Linked DNA regions of Mus musculus: region 1 is linked to region 2. Evidence: chromatin contacts called from public HiChIP or PLAC-seq data. All regions are on one chromosome and are shown on one strand. The core of a region is the stretch at or near the end of the contact, and the rest is flanking DNA. Distances in the headings are between cores, read along the strand shown. Region 1 has its middle 16 kb from the start of Lrrc8d. Region 2 overlaps Lrrc8d (leucine rich repeat containing 8D).

Region 1 (7,367 bases), core at 3,890-6,389, 94 kb before region 2:
CTCAGGCTCTGTGGAGATGGCCTTTGAAAATAAATAGTGTTGGTTATGAAAGGCACACACCATGACTAGTCTCTGAACACGAGATCGTCACTGTGCCATGGTTGAGGACACACTGAGCTGGCAAGTTCCCAAGCGAGTGGTCAGCTCCGCTGCACAAGACCTGCAGAGGAAGCTATGGACAGGTTTTGAGACTTCAGCTGATTATCCACCTCTGGCCTGTGAGAGAGGTTAGATAAGGATAGGCTACATTAGGAGTCAAGGGACAGTGGCCAGGTGAGGGTGCTGCATTGCAGGAGGTGAGCTGAGAGCAGGGTCTCCTGGGCATCTCTGAGATCAGCAGAGAAAGGGCTCAGTTGCATGTTTCCCAGACTAGTAAAGAAGTACTAGCTGACATTCTCAGCCCCTTTGTCTCACTTTCTCTTTAAATACAGCAGGGGTCAGAGGTTACCCTGGCAGCTGAAGGGTGGAACTGCTGTCGGAGCCAAAGCTAAACACAGCCCTCTTTCCTTCGGCCTTCCTAACCATAGTGGGCTAAGTCTGAATGATTCACACTTTTTATTATTCCTCTGGGCTGGGATAATTACTGCTGTAGTTTGTATTCTTAATATCTCCCCTAAGACTTCGTGCTTAAGGCTTGGTCTTCACAATGGTGCTATTGAGAAGGCAGTGGCTCTTGGGAAGTAGAGCCTGGTGGGAGGTCTTTGGGACATAGGAAGGCAGTCTACTGGCTTCAGTACGTCATATGATAAGCTGCTCCAGGGGTTCCATGCACACTAGTTTAGGCAACTTTGTTCTGGAGTAGGAAACTTCACGCATTCATGGTCTAGAAGGACCACCATGAGGCTAGCACATATTAGTAAATATCCCTTTTCCTTAGAGCCCACAAGGTACTATCATATTTGTCTCCTGCAGTATGAAAGGAGATACTGGAGGGTCACAAGTGAGCTGGGCTAAGGCAGCTGTCATAGGCTTAGAGAACCTGGTCCAGTCTGCTCCCTGTGTTTGGGGCTTCCTGATGGGGACTGTGTGGCTGAAGATCAAAGCCAGTTTATGTATGGTAGAGTAAACAGTGGAAGGAACAAGCAAAGATACAGCCCAGATTTCTTCACTCTGGCTTTGCTTACTGCATAAAAACACACTGCACAGACCACTCCTGTAGCCAAAGCCACAGGTATTTACTGGGTGTGACCTGGACCTAGCACGAACTCCATATAACCTGCTCCATCTCCAGAGCCTTTGTGTAAACCAAACCATATTTATATGTGTTTTATAGTTGGTTGTTTGGTTGGTTTGAGGTTTTGTTTGTTTTTGAGATCAGGTCTTACATCTGCCTGCCTCTGCCTCCCAAGTGCTGGGATCAAAGCCATGGCTCACTACACCTGGCCATATTTATGATTTAATTCTCATGACTCCAACTTGATGTCCCTAGAAAGGATCACGGGGCTGAGGATGCACCTCATATAGCACAGCCCTTCCTGGTGTGCATGACGTCTAAGGGCCTACCCTTAGAAACTCATACATCAGGCATGGGATATACATATGCAATCAAGCACTGAAGAAGAGCAAGAGGACCTGGGATTGAAGGTCATCATCAGAGACATAGCAAGTTCAAGGCTAACCTGGGCTATATTGAACTGTCTCAAGAGGGAAAAGTATGCTATGAGAGCCGGTCACGGTGGCACTGGCCTTAATCCTAGCGCAGGAGGATGATTTGGAGCCAGCGAGTGCCTGGATGAGACCCTAACTCAGTAAACATATGCATCCACTTTGAAAAGATGGGTTATACTTGTTCTACTGACAGTAGCAGACAGGCTGGGGTGTTATGTCAGTTCAGCTGCTAGAGTGTTTGCCTGGCATGCAGGGAGCCTTGGGTTCCGTCCTGCGTACCACAACCATAGCATCATCCACTATGCAGTAGGTTCAGGGCCAGCTTGGGATATGGATACTCTGTCTCAAAAGAAAGGAAACAGTCAGAAATTACAATTCTTGAGGATTTCCCATAAGCCACACTGGAATAAGGATTCTTGGGGGCTAGGGACTGTAGAGCGAGACATGACGCTTCAGTCAGCATGTTCCCGGGGACTTCTTTGTGCCGTGGGAAGCCTGAGCAAAGTGTGTTCACTTTTCTGCTCCCGTGTCCCAGGAACTTCACCGCTGCGCAGTCATCAAATGCCACCGTTTGGTCACTAAGGCTCGAAATGAATGCATCTCATGCTAAGTAGTTTGCTGCTGGGAATCCTCAGGTTTAAAAAGAGAAATGTGGGCGGAATGAGCCAGCTCATCACCACTTCAGATGCTGCACCTCACCGTAGCCAGGGAGACAACAATAGAAAGAAGGGTGGGGGTCAGAGGCTCTCATCAGCATTTTTCCGAAACCTGGGCCCTTCCCTTCGGTCAGCACAGGTTGGAAACTGATTTTTCAAAATATAGACAAGAACCAGGCCATGAGGTACCCCAGAGATGCAGAAGGCTCTTCTCCATCTGCTCTGTAAGTACTGTGGACGAGACTGCTAACCCCTTGAGGCACTCTTCTCTGTTGTTTATGCAAACCTTCACCAGAGACAGAAGACACAGCTGGGCAGCCAAATTGAACAAGACTATTTCAATCACCAACAGCTTTCTGGCTTTGACGGCGGGGCTTGAACAGCTTCACTAGGCTACAAATTAGAATTTGTTTTCAGGTTTTGTGTGTGTGTGTGTGGTATATGCACAAATGTGTGTATAATGTGGCAATGCACATGTGTGTGCATGTATGTGTGTGTAATGTGGTATGTGCACACACATGTGTATAAAAATGTGTGTGTGAGATGTGGTATATACACACATGTATGCATAATGTGATATATGTACACACATATGTGTAATGTAGCATACCCACATATGTGTGTGTGTGTGTGGTATGGTATATACACAGATGTGGTATATGCACAAATGTGTGTATAATGTGGTAATACACATATATATGTAATGTGGTATATACAGAGATATGTATGCACATGTGTGTATAATGTGGAATATCCACACATGTGTGTAAGATGTGGTATATGCACATGTATGCATTATGTGATATATGCATACCCATATGTGTAATGTGGCATATGCATATATGTATGCATGTATGTATGTGTGATGCGGTATATGCACAGATATGTGTGCATGTGTGTGTGAGTTTGTAATATGGTATATGTGTGTGTGTGTGCGAGTGTGTTCAAGTGTGCACTCTCATGTCTGAGTAGTATTACTCTCCCCATTGCTTCTCCCAGGTCTCCTCCCTCCCTGAACTATGCTGGCCTAGCAGCTTCAAACTCCATGGTCCTCCTGTCTCTCTGCCCTTGACACACTGGGTCACAGGCACAGGCGCCACCGCACTCAGCTTCTCCTGTGGGTGTTGGCAATTTGAACTCAAGTTCACACTTGAGCTTGTCTACTGAGCTGTCTCCTGACTACAGCTTCTACATCAGTGGTTCTAACCTGTAGGTATCAACAAATTTGGGGAGGAACGACCTTTTCATGGGGGTATGAAGACCATTGGTCACCTAAGACCATTGGAAAACACAGATATTTACATTACAATTCACAACAGTAACAAAACTAGCTATGAAGTAGCAACAAAAAATAATTTTATGTTTGGTGGTCACAACATGAGGGACTGTATTAAAGGGTTGCATTGTTAGGAAGGCTGAGAACCACTGTCCTATATATTTCTTATTAATATCCACAATAATGTTGACGTAGGCCTCTTCTGCTTAAGAAAAGACAAAATTAAGACATGTCTGTTTCCTATACACTGTTCAGAAAAATTAGACTAGCGCATGATCTATTTCCTCACCTCGTATTTCTGTAGCGCCTTAACAGCTTTTGAGAACATTTTAACCGATTGTTTTTGTTTTTTGCTCTCAAAATGTAATTACTTCTTCTATTGCTTTTGCAAAATGCCTGATGAAACTAACTTAAGGAAGAAAGGGTTTCCTCCGGCTGGTGCTGGAGAGAACAGTGCGTGACCTGGCGGTGGGGGAAGGGTGGGGGGACACTGTGAGAAGCAGCTGGTCCTGAGGCTGGTGAGGAAGCAGGCAGAGAGAAGTACCAAGATTCCCCTCACAGCCTCAGGTTCACTGGTCCTGGAACCCCAGCTGAGTTTCTCCTCAGTTAAACTCTCTGAAAAACAAATCCGCTGCCCCAGAGGTCTGTTTCCATGGTGATCCTAAAGCCAATCATGATGACTATGAAGACAAACAAGGGCTGTGACCCAGGAGACCTTACCCTGACAGATGAGGAAACAGAGGTCTAGACAGGTTAAATATGTCAGGGAGATTCCAGCACCAATAAACACATGAGCAACACCAAGTGAGCTGACCTCCCTGGGTGTGGTGTGCCTGCCTTTCACCCTAGCACCTAGGAGACAGAGCCAAGAGAATCTCTACAAGCTCCAGGCCTGTTAGAGATAAGCTGTGAGACCTTATTTACAAGCAAACAACAAAACAAAGCCAGCAACAACTGGGTGTGCTGACACAAGTCTTTATGCCCAGCACTTAGGAGACAGAAGCAGGTTGGTCACTGTTAGGTCCAGGTCATTCAGGTATACAAAGGGAGTTACAAGCCAGCAGGAATACACAGTGAGACCCTGCCTACAAACAACAAAAACAAAAATAAATAAACAACAGCAACAACAAGAAGCCGTTTTGTGGGGCTAGGGATGTAGCTCAGTTGGCAGGGTAACTGTCTAGCATGCATGGAACACTGGGTTCCACTCCCAGACTCCCAAAAGCCAGGCGTGGTGGGGTAAGCCTGTCCTCCCAACACTTGGGAGATGGAGGCAGGAAGTTCAAGGTCTTCTGTGTGGATTACATGATACCCTGCCCCAAAATGCTGTCTTTCATATTATGTATAAAACAGAGCTTTTAAAAATATTATTATTATTATTATTATTATTATTACCACCATTATTATTATTTAGCACTCCTAAGGACAGTTTCCTTGTAAATCAGAGTCTTCACGCTCACATTTACATTTAGATTAAGTCATTGAAGCATTCAACACTAGAGGGCGCACCACGAGAAGGCTGGCTGCAGAGACGCCCAGAAAGCCTGCCAGTGCAGCTAGACACCTGGCAACGCAAGGATGAAACAGGAAATGAGCAATAAAAATCTACAGATAGCATCTCCAGGCCAAATGTCACGGGCTGCTTGATGGGTTACGAACCAGTGCTCGCCACTCACCCACCCCCACCTCATCACCACCCCACCCCCATCCCCACCCCACCCTTACCCCAGCTCCACACCAGCCCCACACCAGCCCCACCCTAGTAATGGAATGACCTTTCCCATTTAGTCTCAGATCTCAGTAAAACAGGACTGGTATAATTATCTCCGCTTTATAGATTAAGAAACTGGGCTGAAGAGATGGCTCAGCGGTTAAGAGCACTGACTGCTCTTCCAGAAGTCCGAGTTCAAATTCCAGCAACCACATTGGCTCACAACCATCTGTAATGAGATCTGAGGCCCTCTTCTGGTGGGTCTGAAGACAGCTACAATGTACTTACATATCATTCATAAATAAATAAATAAATAAATAAATAAATAAAATTTTAAAAAATCTTTGGGCCGGAACGAGTGGGACCGGAGGTGGGGGGTGGGGGAAGGAAGAAACTGAAGTTATACTAAAAGCGAGCGATGGCGATGTTTTCAAAGTCCTAAGTACAGGAGCATTTTACTGTCTGCCTTCTTCAAATGGCATGGATAGTTGATGTTTGAGTCAGTGTCTTCATTTGCAGAACTCTTTAAGATTCTTACATCGAGCCAGGCAGTGGTGGCACATGCCTTTAATCCCAGCACTTGAGAGGCAGAGGCAGGCGGATTTCTGAGTTCGAGGCCAGTCTGGTCTACAGAGTGAGTTCCAGGATAGCCAGGGCTACACAGAGAAACCCTGTCTCGAGAAAAAAAAAAAAAAAAAAAAAAAAAAAAAAAAAAAAAGATTCTTACATCGAAACTCCCTTGTTCCGCATCCTTGACTCCTGGCTGGCCAGTCTCCCTGCAGTCACAGTCACAAATACCTTTCTGGATTTCTCTCTTGCTCCATTCCACACTTGCTAACTGGAAGTGCCTTCCCCCTTCTCTTGCCATTTCTGAGGCCAGTGAGCTCCCCTCCCCCACCCCACGGCCACCCCACCCAAGGTCTTCTTAGCACTCCTCTGTGTGTCTTTAGAGGACTCTGTATTGACCCTGACTCCTAGGGCTTCCTATGCTGCAAGGGGAGCTCCTAAATGCTGCCTCACACTGGCTCATAATTCTTTGCAGGGGTCAGAAACACCTCAAGTCCTATTTGTAGGCGCCAAGCCCTATACACAGTGTGATCCCAAGGCTGGGTTAATATCCGGTTCATTTATTAAGCATCCTGAGTGGTTATCATGATTACGGTGTGGGTAGCTGGTGAGCTCTGAGTCCGGGTGCCTCTGCTTGCATTCATTTGAATGAGTTCACACTTCTGTATTACGCCATCCACCCAGATTTGCATTTGTTACTGCTACTTCAAACATTTTCTCAGGATGCTTCATTTCTACACATTTGTTTCTCAAAAGTGGCAGCTGTAGGACTGGGGATGCGGTTGAAAGGTGGCTCGCCTAGAGGGCACAAGGCTCTAACCACCCCCACCCCCACCCCGATTTAGGTGAAAGCCTATAATCCTAGCACTTAGGAGGTAGAAACAGGAAAACAAAAAACCAACGCCATTTTTGGCTGTGTAGTGAGTCTAGAGCCAGCCTAGGATACAGGATTCCCTTTTTAAAAGCTGAACTATCTTGATTTATATAAGCACGGAAAGTGTGCCACCCTGTGGTCAGGAGTCAGGGTGGGACCCCCAGAGGAGCTGTGACGTCATAGCTATTTCACCACCTTCATTTTCCCTGTCGATCTAGTGTTGTTGAACTGGACACATATTTCTTTTCGTCCTTGGATGTGACTGATGCTATGCTAGACCCTGGAGAATCAGAATGCATATGGAAGTGGGTTCACTGACAAAGCAGGTGCCTGGTGTGTGTCCTGGTTTGGATCCCTAACGTTAAAGAAAAATAATCAAAAGCCACATCCAGTTCCTGAAACTGAACCTGTAATGGTTACGACGGAGCCATCTCAAGATCCCTATGTCGGTGTGTTTAACTGTTAGCAAGAAAGAAGAAATGATTCCATCCCACTCTTGGGAGAATTCAAATGACTCTGGATCTTATCATTGGTACATTGTGCGAGGATGTAGCTTGGTCAATAGAGTGCTTGCTTAGCATACGGGAAGTCCATGTTTGATCTCCACATTGTGTGTTGTGTCTGTAAAAAGGCCTTGGGAAGCCCTGAAGGATGATGGGACAAAGCCAGGCTGTA
Region 2 (6,747 bases), core at 4,122-6,621:
GGGAATTGAACTTGGGACCTCTAGAAGAGGAGTCAGTGCTCTTAACTGCTGAGCCATCTCTCCAGCCCCATAAAAGTATTTTTCAATGAATGTGAGGATATGAAGAGATGGCTCAGCAACTAAAAGTGCTTGCTGCTCTCCTAGAGAACCTGAGTCTGGTTCCCGTACTCATGTCTGACCACATACAGCTGCCTGTAACCCTAACCAACAGGGAAATCCACACCCTCTTCTGGCCTCTCCAGGCACTGGCATATATGTGGCATACCCAGAAATAAAAATTAGAATAAATCTTTTCTTTAAAAAGAAAATGAATGTCTACTCAAGGCTAAGCTGGTAAGTTACAACACTGTGTTGGTTACGTCAATGTAGGTATGACCAAATACCTGAAAAACTAAAGAACTTGAAGACAGATTTATTTTGATAGTTTGGGGGGGGGGGGGTGTTAGGCCATGATTGTTTGGTTCCCTGTGTAGAGGGAGTGTGTAGCACAAACTGTTGTTGTTTGGTTCTTGACAGGACTGAGGTGGGGAATGGGACACAGGAGGAAGCCAGTACAGGATAGAACCGCCAGTGACACTCTCCCAGTAGCCTTCCTCCTGCCTTTACTCATCCCACAATAACGCCGTCATATGGCTCCTTCCGGGGCTAATCCCTGTGTGAGATCAGAGCCCTTAGAGTCTAATCATCGTCTCTAAAGCGGCATCACAGACAGGCATAGTGATGCGCTTCGGGAATACATCAGGCGTTCCTAATCCAACCCAGTCAGTAGTCAGGATTACCCATCACAATCACCTCTGGTTGTTTTGTTGTTGTTGCTTTGTTTTGTTTTAACTGAGAAGTCTATCAAGTTCTGTGAGTCCACAGATGTGATGCGGGACAGACTTGTAGTCAAGTGTCTTCTACACAAACATGACCTGAATTCAGACCCCAGCACCCACTTAAAGCTAGGTGCAGTGGCAGCGGGCATCTGTATTCCTGGTGCTAAGGGGACGAGGAGACCTGTGGATACCTGTGGCTCATTGGCAGCCAGCCTAGCCAAATGGAGAGAGAGGCCCTGCCTCAAAAAGGAAGGTGGAGAATAATTCTGGAAGACAGCCTCTCCACAGGTGTATGCACATCTGCACACAGGTCTACACACCCAAAGGAACATATATATTTCACACACATTCACTCTATGCCCTTAGGAGACATTCATGTACATTCTATGATGTGAACTTTTTACTATGTAATAATTTTCATTGTAGTAAAATATTCCATCTGTGTATTCCCAGTAAAATGCTGGTATCAGAAACTTCATTACTGTTAATTGAGTTCATGAACCAATAACTATTGATTGCAAGGTAGACATCAATGTATGGTCATGATAGTGATTCTTGCAGAATGAGTGACATTTGATTCAGGTCTGGGAAAACAGTCCACAGGAGCAAGGAGGAGGCTGGCCAAGCACCCGAAGTGCCATAGAAGCACCCGGGACTTCAGTTTGTAGGTGCCCCTAAGACACGTGGAGGAAAGAGTTGAAGCAGAAATGTGGCAGGTGAGGACTTTCAGCCTTGAGAGTTTATTTAGACTTTCTTTAGAAAGTACTGGGGTTTATAAAGGGCTATCCCAAAGCTGCTTCTAGAAACTGCTTTTGATGGTAGATGGTACTGTGGTGATCCAGTTGGAGAAGTTGTGGGATCACAACAGGGGTTCGGGTTTTAGAATGAAAAGAAACTCACACCCAGGTCAGAGGTCATGGTGGGAAAGAGACTGGTGGGCTTTTGAGTCCTAGGAAGTCCCACTCTCTCAGCCAACTTTTTTGCTAGAAAGAGGTCTCAGAATGCTGGCCTCTGCTATGAATTCTGGGCTGTGGGGACTAGTACTGCTCACACAATGTACTGGCTGGTTTATGTGTCAACTTGACACAGGCTGGGGTTATCACAGAGAAAGGAGCTTCAGTTGGGGAAATGACTCCATGAGATCCAGCTGTGGGGTATTTTCTCAATTAGTGATCAAGGGGGAAAGGCCCCTTGTGGGTGGGACCATCTCTGGGCTGGTGGTCTTGGGTTCTATAAGAGAGCAGGCTGAGCAAGCCAGGGGAAGCAAGCCAGTAAAGAACATCCCTCCATGGCCTCTGCATCAGCTCCTGCTTCCTGCCCTGCTTGAGTTCCAGTCCTGACTTCCTTGGTGATGAACAGCAACGTGGAAGTGTAAGCTGAATAAACCCTTTCCTCCCCAACTTGCTTCTTGGTCATGATGTTTGTGCAGGAATAGAAACCCTGACTAAGACACACAGTTTGTCTGGAAGAGATGTGTGTGTGTGTGTGGGGGGGGGGGGTGCTGATGGACACCCCCAGTGTGCCCCACAGCATCATATATAGTCCAAGTGGTGTCGTTGGCATAGTGACCGTGTCGAAGATGCAGGTCTCTGGAGGCCTTAATTACTTCCTTTGTAAAATAATACTTCAGTGTCTGCTCCCCACACAGTAGTGTGTGGCTGTCAGTGAAGACAGGACTTGGGAAAGCATGGTCCTCTGTGCATGCCCCAGTGGCTGCCACCTCTAAGCACCCAGCTCTCCGCTGACTCCAGCCCCAGCACAGGGTGGAGACCTCAGCCCTCTCGCTTTGATCAGCATTGCTCATATTCTCCAGGTATGATTTGCAGGAAGACAAAGCAGGAGGCTGGTTGGTCTACGCTAACATTTTCTTGCTTTCTCACTGCTGGGAAAGTAGGTCATTGTGTTGGAGGAGTATCTGTCAGGCCACAGTCCGCACCTGAAACTACGGGAGGGATTTTCATCTAGGCCCCGGAGTGCCTTGAGGGAAAATGTTCTTACAGTAAGCCTTTAATATGTTCGTCTTCAGAGTGAGCTGCAGAAGAAGTAGTCTAGGTGAGGTGGGGCCCTTTCTATATCAAGATATTAGTCACAGGAGGAAAACTCCCACTTAATAATTAAAAATAATACCGAACACCTGCTTAGCACTCTTAAGTGCTGTGTTTATCCACATCCACATATCAGAAGCTGCATCTATGATGCTCTGCCCTAGTGGAAGCAGGGGCGAGGCAGGGCGGGGCAGGGCATCCAGAGCAGTGCCTTTATTTAGGGAATGCTGCTGCTTTTTCACGCTTGACCCTGGGGCGGTAACGTGGGGGTAAGAGCTGTGGAATTTGGCAAACGTGAGCTCTGGTTCTAAGCAGAGAGACTCCCACAAGCTGCTCTGTACATCCACGTCCCCATCGTGAACTAGAGCAATAGTTTCTCCCCGAGTTGGGAGGGTGAAGAGAGAAGTGAGACTTATTAAGCCCCAGCACACACAGCCTGACCCAGAGAACAGTCTGCAAATGAATAACTAGATGACACTAGGATCCCCGCAGATTTCCCAGTGTGACCTTGTTGCCCTGGTCTTTGTTTCTTTTTAAAGCTATCACAGTTCCCACCAAGGTTGCCCCTTTTGAACACAACCTCTCAGCTTCTGCCCCAGCCTCTCCGTTTCCTGCAGAGTTCTAGCTGCAGCCCTCTCTCTGCCCCACACTCACCCTCTCCTGTCTCGAACTCAAGGCTGTGTCCGGCTTCACCCTTCAGAGTTGGGCTTCTGGGCGAGAGCCACCACACCCAGCTTTCCTTGTGTCTCCGAGCCAGGAATTTCACTTTCTAAAGCACTTTCATGTCAGTGTGAATCTGTACTCTCTATTACCTACTACATAAAGCCTAACTCCCTTCGGGCTTCCGTGCCCTTTGACCTCTGGTTAAATAAACCCTTCCCCTTCCTTCATTTCCCATGACTGCTTCACACAAGCTCTCTTCCTCAGTCACATCAGGCATTGGTCGAGTCAGTATTGCCTGTGTGACGTCCACTCACGTGGGTCTTCCTGCCTAAAGCACTATACATAGTGTTTATTCTATCTAGAAGTATTCCTACATGTGCATGAACTATGGGTTGTGAGAGCCTGGACATCCATCTTCCTTTAAAGAATGACCAAGAAAATTTGGATCTTGACACAGACCCTCTTCCTCCCTTTGTTGTTACCGTTGGACTGGGAATCAAACCCAGGGCCTTGACCATGGTAACTAGTGCTCCCCTCCCCCATTTTATTTCTCCTTCGTAATAAATCATAGGACATTAGGACACCGTAGTTTTATAATTGTATCTGTGTGTTCTGATAGCGGACTATTTCTATTAGAAGGTTTTACTGTGTTCTGGCCCCTGAAGGACAGCAAAGGGCACTACACAGCAGCTCTGAAGACCCTCCTGCTGCTGTCATGGGTACGTCGGTCTGTCCTCCTCTCTGTTTACTTAGCTGGAATGAACACAAATCCTGGATAGGAAAGCACCTCCTCCCTCAGACTTCAGACTACGGAGGCCGAGCAGGCAGTCAGTTTTTGTGTCCTCCAGTTTCTGTTACATGGGTTTTCCTAAGGTGGAACAAATGTCTCTTGGACATTTAGATGACTTCTTCGTGACTTGGTCTTTCTTCACAGGAGATCGCCATGTTGAGATACTTTGTCTAGCTCCCGTCAATAGCTACATCCTTAGTCTCCTTTGGCTTTTATTTTGAAGCAGAGTGTATTCACAGCCCATAAAAATGACACTTGTGCAGCCCACTTAATAAAAGGAAATATGTTTGAGATTGACAAGATCACATGCAAACAAGCACACATACCATAGCTTTTATTGTAAAACAAAACCACACATTGTTCATAGCAAAAAGTGGGGTAACCTTTCACCTCCCTAAAACCCATAGTCTTAAAACCATGATGAAAACGTCAGACAAATGTCAGTGGAAGTTCATACCTGACCAACACTTCTCTAAACGGTCGAGGCTATCAAACAAAAAAAGCCAAGAAATTGTAGGAAACAATAGGAACCTCAGAAGTAGGCAGTAATGAATGTCACATGCCCTGCATGGGATCCTAGATAGAAAGTAGCCCTAGGAAATCAACAGAATGTGAACATTACTGTGTCTTGCTGTTTGTATTGGATACATTTTGACAAATGTGCCACACTGATGTGAGACCTTAACAACAGGGGAAACTGAGTATGAGATAAATTGTAACCCTTGGTAATACTCCTAACTTTTCTGTAAACCTAAAACTGTATTATATTTTCTTAAATGTTTATTTTAAACAGGGGCTCCAGAAACTCACAACACAAGAAAAATTGAAGCAGGAGGATTATGCATTTAAGGCTAGCCTTGTCTAAATAGTGAGACCTCCGTCTCCTTGGGTCCCTTTCCCCTGCTCTCATCCAAAATGCTCCAGGAGCATCGTAGGAGGAGTACACCACACCCTAGGCACCCAGGCCTGGGGCCTCCGTGTTGCAAGGACTTGTTAGTGAATGCTTAGCTCTGTGGCTGAGTCACCAGGAACTGGACCAACTCCACCCTCGAGCCACTGTTCAAACCAGAACAGTTCTCTTTCTGGTTAGAGTCAAGGTTCTGGTATTCGTAGCCCTGGGCTAGGTACACTTTTGTCTATTTTCCTTAAGTCCTTTGGTCTGGAATCCCAGAAGCCAGAATTCAGGTCTGACTCAGCCTCTCCTCATCCCCTGTATCTCTGCCAGAATCTCCAGTTCCTGGCTCTGTTTCATCCATTATTTCAGTGTTTTTGGTTTTGAAACATTTTAGACTTGAGGAAAATCACGCAAACCATGCATGGAATTCTCAGATACCTTTTTCCCAGCTTCTCCAGAAGTTAATGTCTCGTGTGTCTCATGATGGTGGAAGTGGAAGGTAGCATCCATGTTGACCAATCGGGTCATCTTCCACCTTAAATTCCACCAATTTTCCCATCAGTCATTGTCCTGTGCAGATTTCACACAACTCCTAACCTCCCCCCTCCCTCAGTCCTAGTAGTTCCTCAGATTCTCTTGAAGCCTGCTGGTATTTTGTGCCTTTATGGTTTGGGCGGGTATGATTGGATGGAAGCCTCACACTTTTTAGTTAAGAGGCCACAGAAGGGGCTGGTGAGATGGCTCAGTGGGTAAGAGCACCCGACTGCTCTTCCGAAGGTCCAGAGTTCAAATCCCAGCAACCACATGGTGGCTCACAACCATCCTTAAAGAGATCTGACTCCCTCTGACTCCCTCTTCTGGAGTGGCTGAAGACAGCTACAATGTACTTACATATAATAAATAAATAAAATCTTTAAAAAAAAAAAAAAAAAAAAAAAAAAAAAGGGCTGGTGAGATGGCTCAGTGGGTAAGAGCACCCGACTGCTCTTCCGAAGGTCAGGAGTTCAAATCCCAGCAACCACATGGTGGCTCACAACCATCTGTAAGGAGATCTGACTCTCTCTTCTGGAGTGTCTGAAGACAGCTACAGTGTACTTACATATAATAAATAAATAAATCTTTAAAAAAAGGGATTTGAAAAAAAAAAAAAAAAAAGAGGCCACAGAAGTGCCATTTTCTTCCCAGGTTATCATATTAAGACACACAGACAGCCGTAACGCTGGTGCATCTTGTCACTGGGGACGGCACATAACAGAGTCTGTGCTCAGCCCATTGTAAATCTGCTGCCTTTCCCACCGCGGTATGTGTGTGATGGAGAAGCGCTGTGGGCCATGCCGCTGTCTAGCTTTTCATTATCCTTTTGCCCACTGAGCTCAGCATCCGGCCTCTCGGCCATTTCCACGGTGTTTGCCTGATGGTGAGTTTTCTATTTTCCCCACTCAGTTCTTATGTGTTAATTGGAATACTTCGCTAGGAAAACATCTGATGGAGAATTCTCTTATTAATAGTCATAGTAACCATGATATCAATTATAAT

Evidence for each region. HiChIP or PLAC-seq counts read pairs in DNA pulled down with a chosen protein or histone mark.
Region 1: an HNF4G HiChIP or PLAC-seq map of pancreatic cancer cells shows a contact between it and region 2. The contact joins two enhancer-like sites. A contact is called at or near these places in 2 of 39 promoter capture datasets (3T3-L1-derived adipocytes and trophoblast stem cells), 10 of 484 Hi-C or Micro-C datasets (3T3-L1-derived adipocytes, the C2C12 cell line, the N1E-115 cell line and 7 more), 10 of 115 datasets of contacts at active chromatin or transcription factors (bone marrow-derived macrophages, embryonic fibroblasts, embryonic hindbrain and 6 more) and 4 of 9 other capture datasets (adipose tissue, embryonic stem cells, liver and 1 more).

What each region holds. Positions count from the first base shown.
Region 1 is chr5:105,679,977-105,687,343 of GRCm38.p6, forward strand. No RefSeq gene overlaps it. Among named protein-coding and RNA genes, the nearest start is that of Lrrc8d, 16 kb to the right of the region's middle. Within about 2 kb of position 5,140, at least 111 of the 459 cell types and tissues checked have an H3K27ac peak or open chromatin away from gene starts, as enhancers often do. A contact at or near this core is called in the N1E-115 cell line, pancreatic cancer cells and trophoblast stem cells, where this site is marked.
Region 2 is chr5:105,774,105-105,780,851 of GRCm38.p6, forward strand. The region is part of intron 2 of Lrrc8d (leucine rich repeat containing 8D); the gene reads left to right. Among named protein-coding and RNA genes, the nearest start is that of Gm42166, 73 kb to the left of the region's middle. Within about 2 kb of position 5,372, at least 83 of the 459 cell types and tissues checked have an H3K27ac peak or open chromatin away from gene starts, as enhancers often do. A contact at or near this core is called in the N1E-115 cell line, pancreatic cancer cells and trophoblast stem cells, where this site is marked.